Regions from separate parts of the Mus musculus genome. Here region 2 is linked to region 1. A link is a contact called in public Micro-C data. All regions are on one chromosome and are shown on one strand. The core of a region is the stretch at or near the end of the contact, and the rest is flanking DNA. Distances in the headings are between cores, read along the strand shown. Region 1 holds the start of Tdh (L-threonine dehydrogenase). Region 2 holds the start of Fam167a (family with sequence similarity 167, member A).

Region 1 (6,835 bases), core at 1,640-4,139:
ATAAAATGGAGAGGAAAATGCACTCTTCCCCTCAAGCAACAGGATGATTTATTCCATCCAGAACAAGGAGGGACCTTCAGGAAAACCGGCACCAGTGACCTGAGTAACGGAGATGGGTCGGTGCTCCACTGGACTTGTGTGTATTTGCACCTGGGTACAAAGGTCTCTCATAAGCACCTGTAAGCCCAGGCTTCCTTGAGAAATGGCTCAGCTGAGAAGAGTTCGGTCAGGGTTAGTCACACTGGCTTCAGGTGTCAGGAGGCAGTGTTTGCGTCCCCAGAGGGCATTTCCAGCAGCCCTGCCAGCTCGAGAAGCACAAAGAACAGAAGCCACCAGGACTTCATCTGTGCTCTTAACTGACAATGTTCTCAGACTGAAACAACTCCGAGATACCTCTGGGAAGAGGGATTCCATCACTACTGTCCTGGGGATGAACGGTTGTGCTTCAGGAGTCCTGAAGTTCCTTAGAAATAGCCTTTTCCACGAGGAAAGGCTTCAGTGCGCCAACCACCACAAGACCACCCTAAACTTCTAACTGCAATCATTCTTAGTCTCAGAGACTAACTAAATCAAGACCTTGTAAGTCTCAAGCCTGTCACAGTAAGCATAGAATAAAAAGTATCCACCTTGCAGGACTGGATAAAGGAGTGGTCTACACACACAGCAGAATTTCAGCCTTTCAAACAAGAGAAAACAAAAACAACAAAAAATAAGAAATACTGACCCATGCTACAGTATGGATGGGCCTGGAGCACATGGGGCTAAATGAAATAAGGACACACACCCCAGCTTCCACCCCTGTAAGCTAAGGTCAATATTCCCCGAAACAAAGTAGGACATTGTCTTGGGGAGAGAGGAGCAGCCCAGACATCTACTGCATGACAGTGCACATAGGTCACACTCCCAACAATAAAGATTTATTTATTTGTGTATTTTATGAGTATGGGTGCTTTGTCTGCACACATGCCTGCACACCAGAAGAGGGCATCAGATCCCATTATAGACAGTGGTGAGCTGCCATGTGGATGCTGGGAATTGAATCCAGGGCCTCTGGAAGAACAGCCAATGCTCTAAAGCTGTAAGCCATCTCTCCAGCCACACATTACTGACCTTAAAAAAAAAAAGTCTTAATATAATTCTGTTGTTAGCTGCCCATAGCCACGGTAGAACAGAAAGGTAAGGTCTGCACAAATGCACACACACACACCATGGAGGATCCAGGACACCAGGCAAACCACCCCAATCCCTTCTGTACCTCTTCCCCAAGGGCACAGCCTCCTGTTTCTCAAACCTGACTAAGTTCTTATCTTTCTTTGCTGTCTCTACAGGAAATTTTCTGCTGTGTTTAATCCTGCAAGGCTGATTTCTGCTCCATGCCCAGAAACCTGTCTAGGAAAGGTCAGCACTAGCTGAGTGGCAGCATCTTATTGCTAATGTCCTCTCATGCTAATTGGTACTGCCAGCCACACCCACCTTCAATGGAAATGGGCTTAAACACCTCAATCATAGGCCTTCTGCAACTAGTAAGGACCAAATGTCAAGGCAACCACCACTACCAGCACTACCCTCCAAAAGAAAAAAGATGGGGGGCGGGGTAGTAAAGTTCCAGGTTCAATGGCACCTCCCACTCGGCCCCAGAGCCAGAGCTCTGAGCAGCAATTCCTCTACCCCCCACAGAGGCCTCCTGGGCATCAGGCCAGGGTAGTCTCTTGTCTCCATTTTTTGTTGTTGTTGTTTTGTTTGTTTGTTTGTTTGTTTCGAGACAGGATTTCTCTGTAGCCTTGGCTGTCCTGGAACTCACTTTGTAGACCAGGCTGGCCTCGAACTCAGAAATCCGCCTGCCTCTGCCTCCCAAGTGCTGGGATTAAAGGCGTGCGCATCAGAAGCAGACAAAAGTGTCACCATGTTAAGAGACTTTAATATAAGCAGACAACCTAGAAAAGGCATCTGGCAAAAAAAAAAAAAGTCTCTGTCCATGTTAACCTCATTCATGTCACTTAAAAAAATTATATCGGGAAAGGCTGGAATTTACATACTGGCCACCGAAAGCAAGAAAGCGTCCAGGAGGGAGCTACTTACTGTCTCGGAGAGAAATTCTACCCACCTGGTGTCTTGCTTTCACCTGCTGAGGTTGGGAAACCACGGGAGGAACCCAGGACAGCCAGCCTCAGCTTGCTCCCTGATGAAAAGGGTGTGGGGGCCCTCCCAAGCCATCCTTCGGGACGATCACATCCCAAATTACTAGACAAACCAGTTTTCTGGGTGCCGGGTTCCCACTCCTATTCCTGAGAGGTTGAGCATTGCTAAGAGCAGGAGGGAGCGGGAGGCGTCTTGCCACCCGGGGCTACTCAGGGGCCCATCTCTCCCCTCGCGACCCACAAAGCAGTGGCGCCCTGCGGTCGTTCCGGACCCCAACCCAGACAGCAGATTTCGCTGGTCGTCCCGTGCCCGGAAAGAGGTCCAATTCCCGGGCACAGGCGCAGCAGGGGACCATCTCCTACACTGACCTGCAGACACAGAAGACTGGATGCTGAGAACGCCACGCGGGAGCCGGAGCAGCACGTGCGGAGTCAAGAGTTTGGTTCTGCCTTTTATCTTCAGTCTGCTCTGGACCCGCCTCGCCGCCGCGGGAGCCGTGCCTCCCTCCTACCTCACCTCACCTCACCTCCGCCCCAGGACGCTTGTGGGAAGCCCACACCTACATCTCGGACGGAGCTGACCTTGTGGCTGCACCAAGACGAGACCACACCCCTTCCACAATTGACTGGGGTTAGAATTTGGGACTTGCAAGCCACAGCTGGAAAGATCTGCTATGGACCTGTGTCTGGTGGCACCTCCGCCAAGAACTAGGAACTTAGTCGTTTCTGGTTCCTGGGAACACTGATGTTAAATGAAGTGGCTTTCAAGGCAAGCACTAAGCAGGATGGGGCAGCATCTTGGAAGGAAGGGCTTAGAAATTCTGAGTGGCAGCCTCAAGACGGACCCCCAGTGTGCACACCCGACCAAAGGGCTCCCATCTGGAGCTGAAAGGGGCCCGATGTAAGTGTATCTCCTTTGGCAGTCCAATGTTGTAGCTGGCCTGCTCGAGCAAAAATATTTTACGTCTAATCACAGAAGGTAGGGTAAGCGTGAGCCACAGCGTGCCTGGGGAGGTTGGTATTTATTTGCCAGGTTCCCGGAGATTGAACCCAGATTGTCAAACATCTTTATCAAGCCACTACCTGGAAATTGGACTTGGGGGGAAGTGAGTTTCCTAGGAAGGGGTGGAGGGAGACAGGGGGCAGCACCAATGTTAAACATTTCCCAAGGCCGATTGACTTATTAACTGATAGTGGAAAGCCAGACTATTACAGGTTGGGAGCCAAAATTATCTCCGGCTATCTTAGTCTCTGGGTAGCCTTTTATGGCCCACCCCTCTGTTTGACCTAACATCCTTGTGACTATTAGGTAAACCCTTAGGGAATGTACAAACAGGACCCCTCGCTTCCAACAATCCTGTGCTGGTTAATTTTTTGTCAACAAGACACAAGCTAGGCTTGCCGGGGAAGAAGGCACCTCAACTGAGAAATTGCCTCCATCAGACTGGCCTGTAGGTAACTCTGGGATGGGGGGGGTAGGGAGGGGGGCATTCATTTGCTTGACTAATGACTGATGTGGCAGAGCCCAGCCCACTGTGGACAAGACACCCCTAGGCAGGTAGGTCTGAGTTGTGTAAGAAAGAAGGCCAAGCAAGCTAAGGGGAGCAAGCCAATAAGCAGCACACTCCGCCACGGCCTCTGCTTCAGGTCCTCTCCTGGCATCTCTTCATGATGAACTATAACAGAAGTTCTCAACCTGGAGATTCTTTTTGGGGTGTGTGTGTCAAATATCAGATATACTAGATATCAGATATTTACATTACAATTCATAACAGTAGCAAAATTACAGTTATGAAGTAGCAACAAAATAACTTTATGGCTGAGGGGGGTCACCATTAACACAAGGAACTGTATTAAAGGGTTACAGCATTAGGAAGGTTGTGAACTACTGATCTGTAAAATGTAACTTATCCTCCCCCCCACCCCCCAGTAGCTTTTTGTCCTGGGGTTCATCACAGTAATAGAAGCAACAAAGACAATTCCAACTAAGAATGCTTCAGATAATGTCGGAGGGCTAGAGTAGCTACTTCCTGTCTGTCTTCGCTGCTATGGCTAATCTGATGTTTCTATCCATGTATTTTAAAATGTCTTGAGCTGGAGAAACGGCCCAGGGGTTAAGAACACCAGCTGCTCTTCCGTGGGATCTGTATTGATTCCCAGCACTGACATGGTGGCTAACAACCATCTGTATCCAGTTCCAGGGGATCCTCTAGGGCCACCTGGTGTTCCATAATACAGATGTACATGCTGGCAAAACATCCATAGACATAAAATGATCTTTTTTTTTTAAAGTCTAGAATTTATGATTTTGTTATAGAAAGCTTCATGAGACTGTTGCCATGTTGGAGTGTGATATTCAGGACCACCTGACTGTGTTGCTAGTCTATGGCTTTCACATTTGGCTCCAGAATGGACTTCTTCCCGGTTGTGAGAGCTGTTTTCTGTGTCAGCATGATCTTGTATGTGTTCCTCTTCCCAGTGTGGCCGTGTTGAATAACTCTCTCTCTCTCTCTCTCTCTCTCTCTCTCTCTCTCTCTCTCTCTCTCTCTCTCTCTGCTTTGCACTGGTATTTGCCTCTTAGGTAAGTATATTGAGGGTATGTGGCCATGCCTAGCTTTTTTTAGGGGTACAGGCCTAAAAGCTCCAGTAACAGACAGGTTTCTAAGCAGTAGGGGCTTGGTATGAACAGTGTGATCCCAGAGCAAGTAGCAGGTCCAAAAACAAAGTTAAGGAATCTGCCCTGTAACAAGACTTCTAAGGTCCATGGGCCCCACAGTGTGGGGGGACACAGCTGTAAGGTTCCTTCCAACATCCCTGAAGTGATAAAGGTTGGTTTCCCATGTGCAGAAATGCCTTCTAGGTCTGAATCCTGACTGGCTGCCTAAGAGGCTGTGAGAGAGTCATACTGGGAGCACCCTGTTGGAGGCTTCCTGACTTCAGAGCTACAGGCTCCTGTGCCAGCCTGGCTCTCCAAGTCTGTGCCTGCCTGGTATCCTGTGCTTTTTGGTCAGCAAAGTAAGCCTCTGTGAGCCCAGCTTAGATAGTGGGTGTGATAGTTTGTATATGCTTGCCCCTGGGAGAGGCACTATTAAAAGGTGTGGGGGCTGGTGAGATGGCTCAGCGGTTAAGAGTGCCAATTGCTCTTCCAAAGGTCCTGAGTTCAAATCCCAGCAACCACATGGTGGCTCACAACCATCTGAAATGAGATCTGATGCCCTCTTCTGGAATGTCTGAAGACAGCTACAGTGTACTTACAAATAATAAATGAATAAATAAATATTAAATAAAAGAGAAAGATTGTTATTAAAAAAAGGTGTGGCCTTGTTGAGTAGGCGTAGCCTCATGGAGTAGGTGTGTCACTGTGGGTGTGGGCTTTAAGACCCTCATCCTAGCTGCCTGGAAGCCAGTATTCTGCTAGCAGCCTTCAGCTGGCACAGTGTTTACCTAGTATGCACAAAATTCTGGGTGGTGGCACATGCCCTTAATTCTAGCACCAGGGAGACGGAGAGAAGAGGATCAGAAGTTTAAGGTCATTTCAAGTTACATTGTAAGTTCAAGGCCAGCCTAAGCTAAAACTCTGTGTCTTGGTCGCTGTTCTATTGTTGTGAACAGACACCATGACCAAGGCAACTCCTATAAAATAAAGAATTGAATTGGCGACTTGCTTAATGCTACAAAGGTTAGTCCATTCTCATCATGGTGGGGAACATGACAGCACACAGGCAGACCTGGTGCTGGAGAAGCAGTAAGAGATTTATATCCTGATCCATAAACAATGGGAGTGGGATGGGAGAGGGGAGAGGCATGGCCTCTTAAACCTCAAAGCCCACGCCAGTGACACACTTAGAGCCACATCTCCTAATATTTCTGATCCCTTCAAATAGTGTCACCCCCTGATGTCTATGGGTTTAACTATGGGTTTAAGTAAGCCCATGTGGGACATTATCATTATTCTCTCTCTCTCTCTCTCTCTCTCTCTCTCTCTCTCTCTCTCTCTCTCTCTCCTTCTCTCTCTCCCTCTCCCCTCCCCCCACTCTCCCTCCCTCCCTCCCTTCCTCCCACCTCTCTTTTTCTTCCTGGTCACAGCCCTCCCTCCTCCTACCTTCCCAGTCTCACCCTTAACAAATCTCTCCCTCCATTGCCCCCTCCCCTTTTCCCCAGAGAAGGGGAACTGCCCTTGGGTTCCCCACCCCACTCTGAGGCAATCTAGTCCCAGCAGGTCTAGGCACATTCTCTCCCACTGAGGTTTAACCAGGTAGTCTGAGTTGGGGGAAAGGGGATCCAATGGCAAGAAACAGAGACAGAGACAGCCCTATGGGAGCCATTCTTATTCAAACCACCACACCCTGTCTTAAAACAAATGAACAAACAAACAGAAAAAAACAATCTAGAAAAAGAAACACAGTATAAAGGCCCACATCTTTAACTCCTGCACTAAGGAAGCAGAAGCTGGGAGATCTCTGGGAATTCAAGGCCAGATCAACTATGCGAAGTTCCAGGCCAGTCAGGGCTCCACAGTGCAGCCCTATTTCAAAAACAGGAACAAATTCTCCTCCAGTCTTTAGCTGGCTTACTGAAGAGTGTTTCTCTCTCCTGAGCGTTTATACCGATACCTAACTGTGTTAAAAGATCCAGTTCTGGTTTGTTTCAGATCCACATATGCAGTTAAGGAACAAAGAACAACACATGCCCGTTGT
Region 2 (6,929 bases), core at 3,153-5,652, 73 kb before region 1:
TGGAGCCCACCCCTAGACCCCACCTGCTCAGAGTGTCTCAAAGCAAAAGCTCACATGGGCCTCACTGCACTTTTTTTTTTTTTTTTTTTGGTTTTTCGAGACAGAGTTTCTCTGTATAGCCCTGGCTGTCCTGGAACTCACTTTGTGGATCAGGCTGGCCTCTAACTCAGAAATCTGCCTGCCTCTGCCTCCCAAGTGCTGGGATTAAAGGCATGTGCTACCATGCCCGGCTACTGCACTGTTTCTCTTCGGCAGACTTCCCTGGCCTCTTGCTGGTCCAGATTTGCACTGTTCAGAGCATGCTGCTCTGTGGGTTTTCAGCACCTTCTCCTGCCATTGCAGGTGATGGATCCTAGGCAGTAGGTAACGAGTATTACAGAACTGGGGTCAGAGGCAGCCAGAGCAGAAATCAATTGTACCGAATGCAAAACAGGCTAACCTAATTAATAATGATGCTAAGTCTGGAATCTGGACCTCTTGGCTCCTTCTCAGGATTCTCTCATCCACCAAGGCTCCTTGAAGGATGATGCATAGCATCCATAGGCTTTCCCCTGATCCTCAAGGCTGCACACCACCACTGGAAGCAATGACTGCTGGTCTCCTTCTAATGCTGCATGTGTTGAGGAGACCACCAGGCAGCTGCCAGTACAGACCTGTAAATACTTTCTCCATTTCTGCTCTTACAAGTGTTCACAGAAGAGAAGGCCAAGCTCCAAGAGGCCACAGTGGAGATGGAAGGGAGGATAGTTACAGCCTGGGCTTGTGCCCAGGGCACCATGTCATCTGTTCCTTAAACAAACCAGCAACACGGGTTGCAATCACACCCACCCCTGACATTTGAGAGGCCCAAAGCAAATGCAACGAAAGAGGCCCACGCACCATGTGTCTAAATATTTAAACATTATAAATCAAACTAATAAACTTTGAAATACGGTTTGTTCTTCCCTTCTGCCTTGACAAATAGACATTTATAAGAGCCTCAAAGGCCAAACTCTGATTTCACATCTTGTTGGGGTCCTTCTAGTCTTGGAGTGTGGAATTCAGAAGGGCAGAGGAAATGAGGCATGCTTTCTCTCTGTTCTTTTCTCACCCTGGACACTTAGATTGGACAAAGGGACTCCCAAGTCTAGTAGTCCAGCTTCCATCTGGGTCTTTATATACCAGAGAGGAGACCACAGAAACATAATGGAATAGCCAAACAGTGTGTGTATGTGTGTGTGAATGCATTGTATGTATATATGCGTTTGTGTGTATGTATGTGCTTGCATGTCTGTATGTGCATGTATGTGCATATGTGTATGTGTGTGTGCATGTGTGTACGTGTGTGCATGTGTGTGCATGTATACATATCATCACACATGGTGTTCTTACAGGTTCTGGGGATTGAACTCAGGAGTTCCTTCTTCCAAGGCAAGCACTTTACAGTCAGAACCACCTCCCTAGCCTCAAACAGCTATTTCTCCGAAAACATCCTGGGTTCTGCTATCCAGACTGTAGAGCAAAAAGGAGTGGGGGTGGGGGGGGGGACTGGGAGAGACACATCTGGAGCCTGCAGCCACTTGATCTGGAGCAGGCCCAGCATACAGCTACCACATGTATCCTGGGAGTCCTCTTACCCACAAATCAACACCAAGGAAATCATTTCCATTCATCCACAAAGTCACTGCACATCGAAGACCTCAGTGGCTGCCTCCCATACCCCAAACACCACCAGGGCCAAGGCTCAAACCCATGTCCTTCTACCTCCTGAGTCCCTATTGAGTCCTTCCTCTCTGCTACCCCCACTGGCATCCTCCCCTGGGAAATACAAAGTTGATGCCCTCCCTTCCTCTGCCCCATCGGAATCTGTGTGTTATTTGCTTCCTGCCTCCAGTGAAGGGAGCATCATCACCTGATCCCAGGCCTCCTGTCTCACTTCTCCTCAGCTAGCTTTCCTAAAACAGGTAAGCTGTGACCTCTCTTCTTAATCCCACTGCCCTGGGGACCGTGTCACACATCGCAGCTCAGCCCCTGGCACCTATATTTCTGACCTCAAACTGGCTGTCCTCTATAACTAGGTCCTTCTCTTCCTCTCCAGTTCTGCTCACTCCCAGCATGCCTTGAAGCCCCACCCCCATCCCTACCCAGCTCCATACCTGGGTGGGGCAGATATCTGCTCTTTTCTGACCCCAGCAACCATGTGAATGGTTGGTTAATTATCTTCCTAGTAACCAATGCCTCAGATGACTGGCCCCTAAGTGGACCTAATGAGCTCCCTGCAGGACAGGAACCTGCCCCCAGCTGCTGAATAGACCTCTCTGAGAGAGAGGAATACACCAATGGCAACCAATTCCTGGCTTCTCTTGAAAGTCACAGTACTATCATTTGGTGGGGAACATCACTTCCAGGAGCAACTAGCAGAAGCTGATAGACTCTGGCCCAGGACCTGACATCCTAACTGCTCTCTGGAGAGAAAAGAGTGCCAGCACCTACCTTGATAACCTGGCAAGGTCAAGGTCTTTTATCTAAGGTGGTCCTCACAAGCCCAAAGCAGGATCTGATATTTACAAGATAATTCTTTTTTGGATGGAAAACAGCCAGTCCCGGAAAACAGAGAAAGATGGGCATTTTGTGTTTCAATTTTAAAACCTTAAAAGTAAGGGATGGATTCTGTCCTGCTTGTCTCAGTGTAGCTGCAAATGATCATCCTGAGAAGGAAGCCTACTGGGAAGCCATGGGAAGTTAGGGCTCCGATCTCCCAACTTTCCAGGTCCTGCTTGGTTTTGTACGAGGGGCCTATTTCCACCCCCAGAGTCATGTTCAAGCCACAGAAGTTTCTGGCTTCTTCCAGGTGAGCAGAGGAGCCCCAGTGACCTTCCAGAATGGCACAAGTGACCTGTGATGGGAAGTGACAGGGCCAACCAAGGCCTTGACTTTTAGTCCCAAGTTTATGTCCCCAGAGAGGTGGTTTTTACCTTCCTTGTCTCTGTGTGTGCAGCATTCCTTCGTCTTCTATACACACACACACACACACACACACACACACACACACTAACACACACACACGCTAACATAGACATATTAACACACACAGCACACAGTAACACATACACTAACACAGACACTAACACACACACTAATACACACACTAACACACACAGTAACACACACAGTAACATACATACAGTTACACACACACTAATACACTAACACACGCTAACACACACACACTAACACACACACCCTGGAACATGCTGCAGACTACCGTTGAACCACTTCCTTCCACAAGGTTCTCAGCCAACACTGAGCTCAAGCAAGTTCCCTGACATCTCTCTGCCACATTCACTGACCTACAAGGAGCACTTGGGCGGGCTGCAGGCATGGCAACGACCAACCAAGCCAGCTACTTGATATCTTCATCCTGCTAACCTCACTCCTACCCCAGTCTACCCAGAGTCCAGACACAGTGGTTCATGGGGAGGGGTAGGTTGGGTGTTGAGGTCACACCTCAGGTGCTCCTCTAGCCAGCAAGAAGGGTCAAGGAGCATCCTTAAAACCACAGCAACTGACTCAAGAGACAGAGGAGATGAAGGTGACTCATTCTCTTGGAAAGACCCTTCTACCCTTAGGGTTTTAGGGAGCTGGTCGAGGACAAAGAGACCACCTTCTGGCATCACCCCAAGCTGGTCTCTTGTGTGGGCCCCTTGCCTCATCCTGCAGTCAGGATGGTCCTAAGAGTCTACAAGCATGTCAGTCCAGCTTCTGTTCTCTGTGACCCTAAGTGCTAGCAGCTCCAGATGCCAACAGCTCTAGGTGCTCACGGAGCAGGGTTGGAACTTAGGGCAGTAGAACCTGACCCTAAGAGTATTAGGACAGATGCAGCTGCTGCAGTTCCCAAGAATGAGGTGCAGGTGGTTAAGGAGGCTCTCACATCAGGCCCACCAGCACTACCCACAGCTCTTTCCTCTTAACATCCCAGTTTTCCCCACTTGAAAACTAAGCCAGAGCTGCCCACAAATGCCTACCCAGCTGGAGCCCTGCAATGGTGTGGCACGCGAGCGCGCGAGCGCGCAGGTCAGTGCCAGTTGGTCTGACTTGGTGGCTGCTGCTGGGATCAGGAACCCAAGACTTTCCTGGGTGGAGTGCAGCCCGCTTTCCCTGCCCATTCCCTCAGCGAACTGCTGACAGTGGCAAAGCCACGTTGCCATGCTTGGAGGGAGGGGGCAGTAAGACGGGACGGGACGGGACATAACTCTCTTTGCTTTGATCTTAATGGGAAAAAAAAGTTTGGGTTTGATTTCGCCTGGAGCTTGCTGAGAGTTCCTGACTGGGCTTGGCCTTGCACGGGGAGGGAGAATCGGGGGTCTTTAGGACCCGGGTGCACTCGGACCAGCGGTGCCGGGAGGCCGACCTGCCGCGGCTTGAATGGGAGGCGGGCGGCGGCGCCGAGAGGCTGGCGGCGGACTAGCTCTACGGTCGCCAGGCAACCGCCCTGACGCAACGCAAAAGAACGTCCCTTCAAAAAAGAACGGTGCGGAGAATTCGCACCGCTACGGAGCCCGGGAGCTCGGGAGGCGGGAGCCGAGCTCCGAGGGAGGGCGGGCGCGGGCTGGCGGCGGGGACCGCGACAGCTCCGAGGACGCGCGACTGGAGCTCAAGAAGGTGGGTTCGCGGCGGTGAGGCTTGGCTGAGGTGCTCGGGGTGCCCAGGTCTTCAGGGTGGGCATTGGGGTCCCTGGATCCCACAGCCCTGGAGGGGCGGGGGGACACCGCCATAGGACAGCGTGGTTCCCTCGTATTTGCTCCTGGGGTTTCAGGCCTCTCTGGAAGGCGGGGGGGGGGGGGGGGGGGAGGGGGGCGGGGGGGCAGGTGTGGACTCCATGCCTCTGGTCCCAGCTCAGGGATATGTATGATTCCAAGTGGGAACCTGGGGGGTCTGTAATGAGAGAGAGAGAGAGAGAGAGAGAGAGAGAGAGAGAGAGAGAGAGAGCTCTTGGGACTGGTCTAGATCAACTCATCTAGGCTGATAACCCCCACACTTATACATCTAAGAGAGATGAGAGTTCTTTTGGGGGGGGGGTGAGACAGGGTTTCTCTATATAACCCTGGCTGTCCTGGAACTCACTTTGTAGACCAGGCTGGCCTCGAACTCAGAAATCTGCCTGCCTCTGCCTCCCAAGTGCTGGGATTAAAGGCGTGCGCCACCCTTAACTCAGGGCTCTTAGCCATATGGCACCCCAAGAGTGATGTCAGGGATACCAGAGGGACTGTACACCCAAACGATGTGCAGTGAATGAGCAGGTCAGCCTTAGAGCTGGGCTCCTGAATGGCCAGAAAGACAAGTGTGTGTGTGGCGGGGTGGGGGTGGGGGCTTTCTCTCAGACGTGGTTTCTGTATGTATGGGTTCTGTTGTGGGTAAGCCCTCTTGGGGACATCTGGAAGATGAGTTGGCTCCAGGTTGGTGTCCTCAGTTTCATTCACTCACCAGCAAGTTCTGTCTCTCCCTCCCACCACCAAACCATCATCCATGGAGAATCTGGGATGAGACCATGTCCTGTACAGAGTGCCTAGTAGATGTGGCTCCAAAGTAGCTTCCCCTCCACACACCAGAGTTCTCTCCATTCTCCTCCCTCCCCTTCTCTTCTCTCCTCTTCCCTTTCCTCTTTCCTCTTTCCTCTCTCCCCTCTCCTCCTCCTCCTTCCTCTCTGTCTCTCTGTCTCTCTGTCTGTCTGTCTCTCTCTCTGTGTCTGTCTGTCTCTCTCCTTTCTCTCCTCTCCCACCAGGCTTGGGACTCAAAGTCTTGGCAAAGCCAAGGTAACCAAGGTACCTGTTAGCCTGTCCTCAGCCTGGAGATGGAGGACCCTGCCAGAGTGGTTTTCAAGAGCTTGGCAAAGCAACTACATGCTGTCCGTCAAGCAATGGCATGAAGGTGCTCTTCTCCAGAGCTCCTCTCCTGATCTCACTGCTGAGAACCCAGGTAGCCTCAGTCACTGAGCCTTACGATTACCATTTGAGGAGACAGTGTGAGTCTCTGCAGACTGGAACAGTTTGTGTGGCTTTGGAAAACACAGAGACACGCCTGTGCCTCACCCTTTCACTCCAGAAATGCTCTTAGAAAAAGATTGCTTCAGGAGGCCAGGGAACCTACCTTGGCCCCGAGACAGGAAGGAACTACTCACACCCACGGTCACGAGAGGCTCGTCATGTGGCCTTAGAAAGTCCCCTGCATACACAAAGCCCTGACTTCGTTACCCAGTTCTGCATAAACTGGGACCTGGTGGCATGTGCCTGTAATCCCAGCTCTTGGGAGTTGGAGACAAGAGGATCAGAAGTGCAAGTTCATTCTTGGCTACCTAGCAAGTTTAAGGCCAGCTTGGGCTACATGAAACCTCATCTTAAGACGAAACAGAAGAAGAAAATGAAGCAACCGGAATCTCATACTCCAGTGCACTCTGGGTCAGTGAGGAGGAAGGTGATCTAGAGGGATGAGATTGGCTCAGCTCGTGGGAAACGAAGATAGTGGGCTAATGTTTAATAGGAAGTGGCAGTTGAGCTTCCATAAAGGCTAGGTTGACAGGATCTGGGGACCTGGGCCAGGGGTCCTGCCCCTTAAGAACCAATTGTCTCCCCAGTAACAGCTACCACTTTTCTCTTGAGTAGAGAGCAAAGGAAAGGAGAGGGGAGAGGACACCAGGGGTCAGAGGTTGTCTTAGCCTACCCCCGCCCTTCCTATAACAACCTGTCCTCCTGAAAAGCCCACCCTCTCCCCTCTACCAAGCCACCATGTCAGATCGTCTCAGGAGTAGCTCTGTGGACAGTCGTCCTGAGTCTCATGGGCATCAGGGGAGGGCCTTGTTCTCTAAGGTAGCTCCCCTCAATCAGGCCCTCTGCATACCTCAGCCTCTCCAAGAGTCCCCTGGCATATGGTAACTACCTTCATGGAAGTATTTA

The links. A called contact is a pair of places that touch in the nucleus more often than the background predicts.
Region 2: a contact with region 1 is called in a Micro-C map of embryonic stem cells, with 2.6 times the contacts expected there. The contact joins the promoter of Fam167a here to the promoter of Tdh in region 1. A contact is called at or near these places in 1 of 484 Hi-C or Micro-C datasets (embryonic stem cells), 2 of 115 datasets of contacts at active chromatin or transcription factors (both in embryonic stem cells) and 1 of 9 other capture datasets (adipose tissue).

What each region holds. Positions count from the first base shown.
Region 1 is chr14:63,506,203-63,513,037 of GRCm38.p6, forward strand. It overlaps Tdh (L-threonine dehydrogenase), which reads right to left and starts at 2,890. Exons shown (of 9, transcript NM_021480.5): 1 at 2,508-2,890.
Region 2 is chr14:63,431,992-63,438,920 of GRCm38.p6, forward strand. It overlaps Fam167a (family with sequence similarity 167, member A), which reads left to right and starts at 4,403. Exons shown (of 4, transcript NM_177628.4): 1 at 4,403-4,641.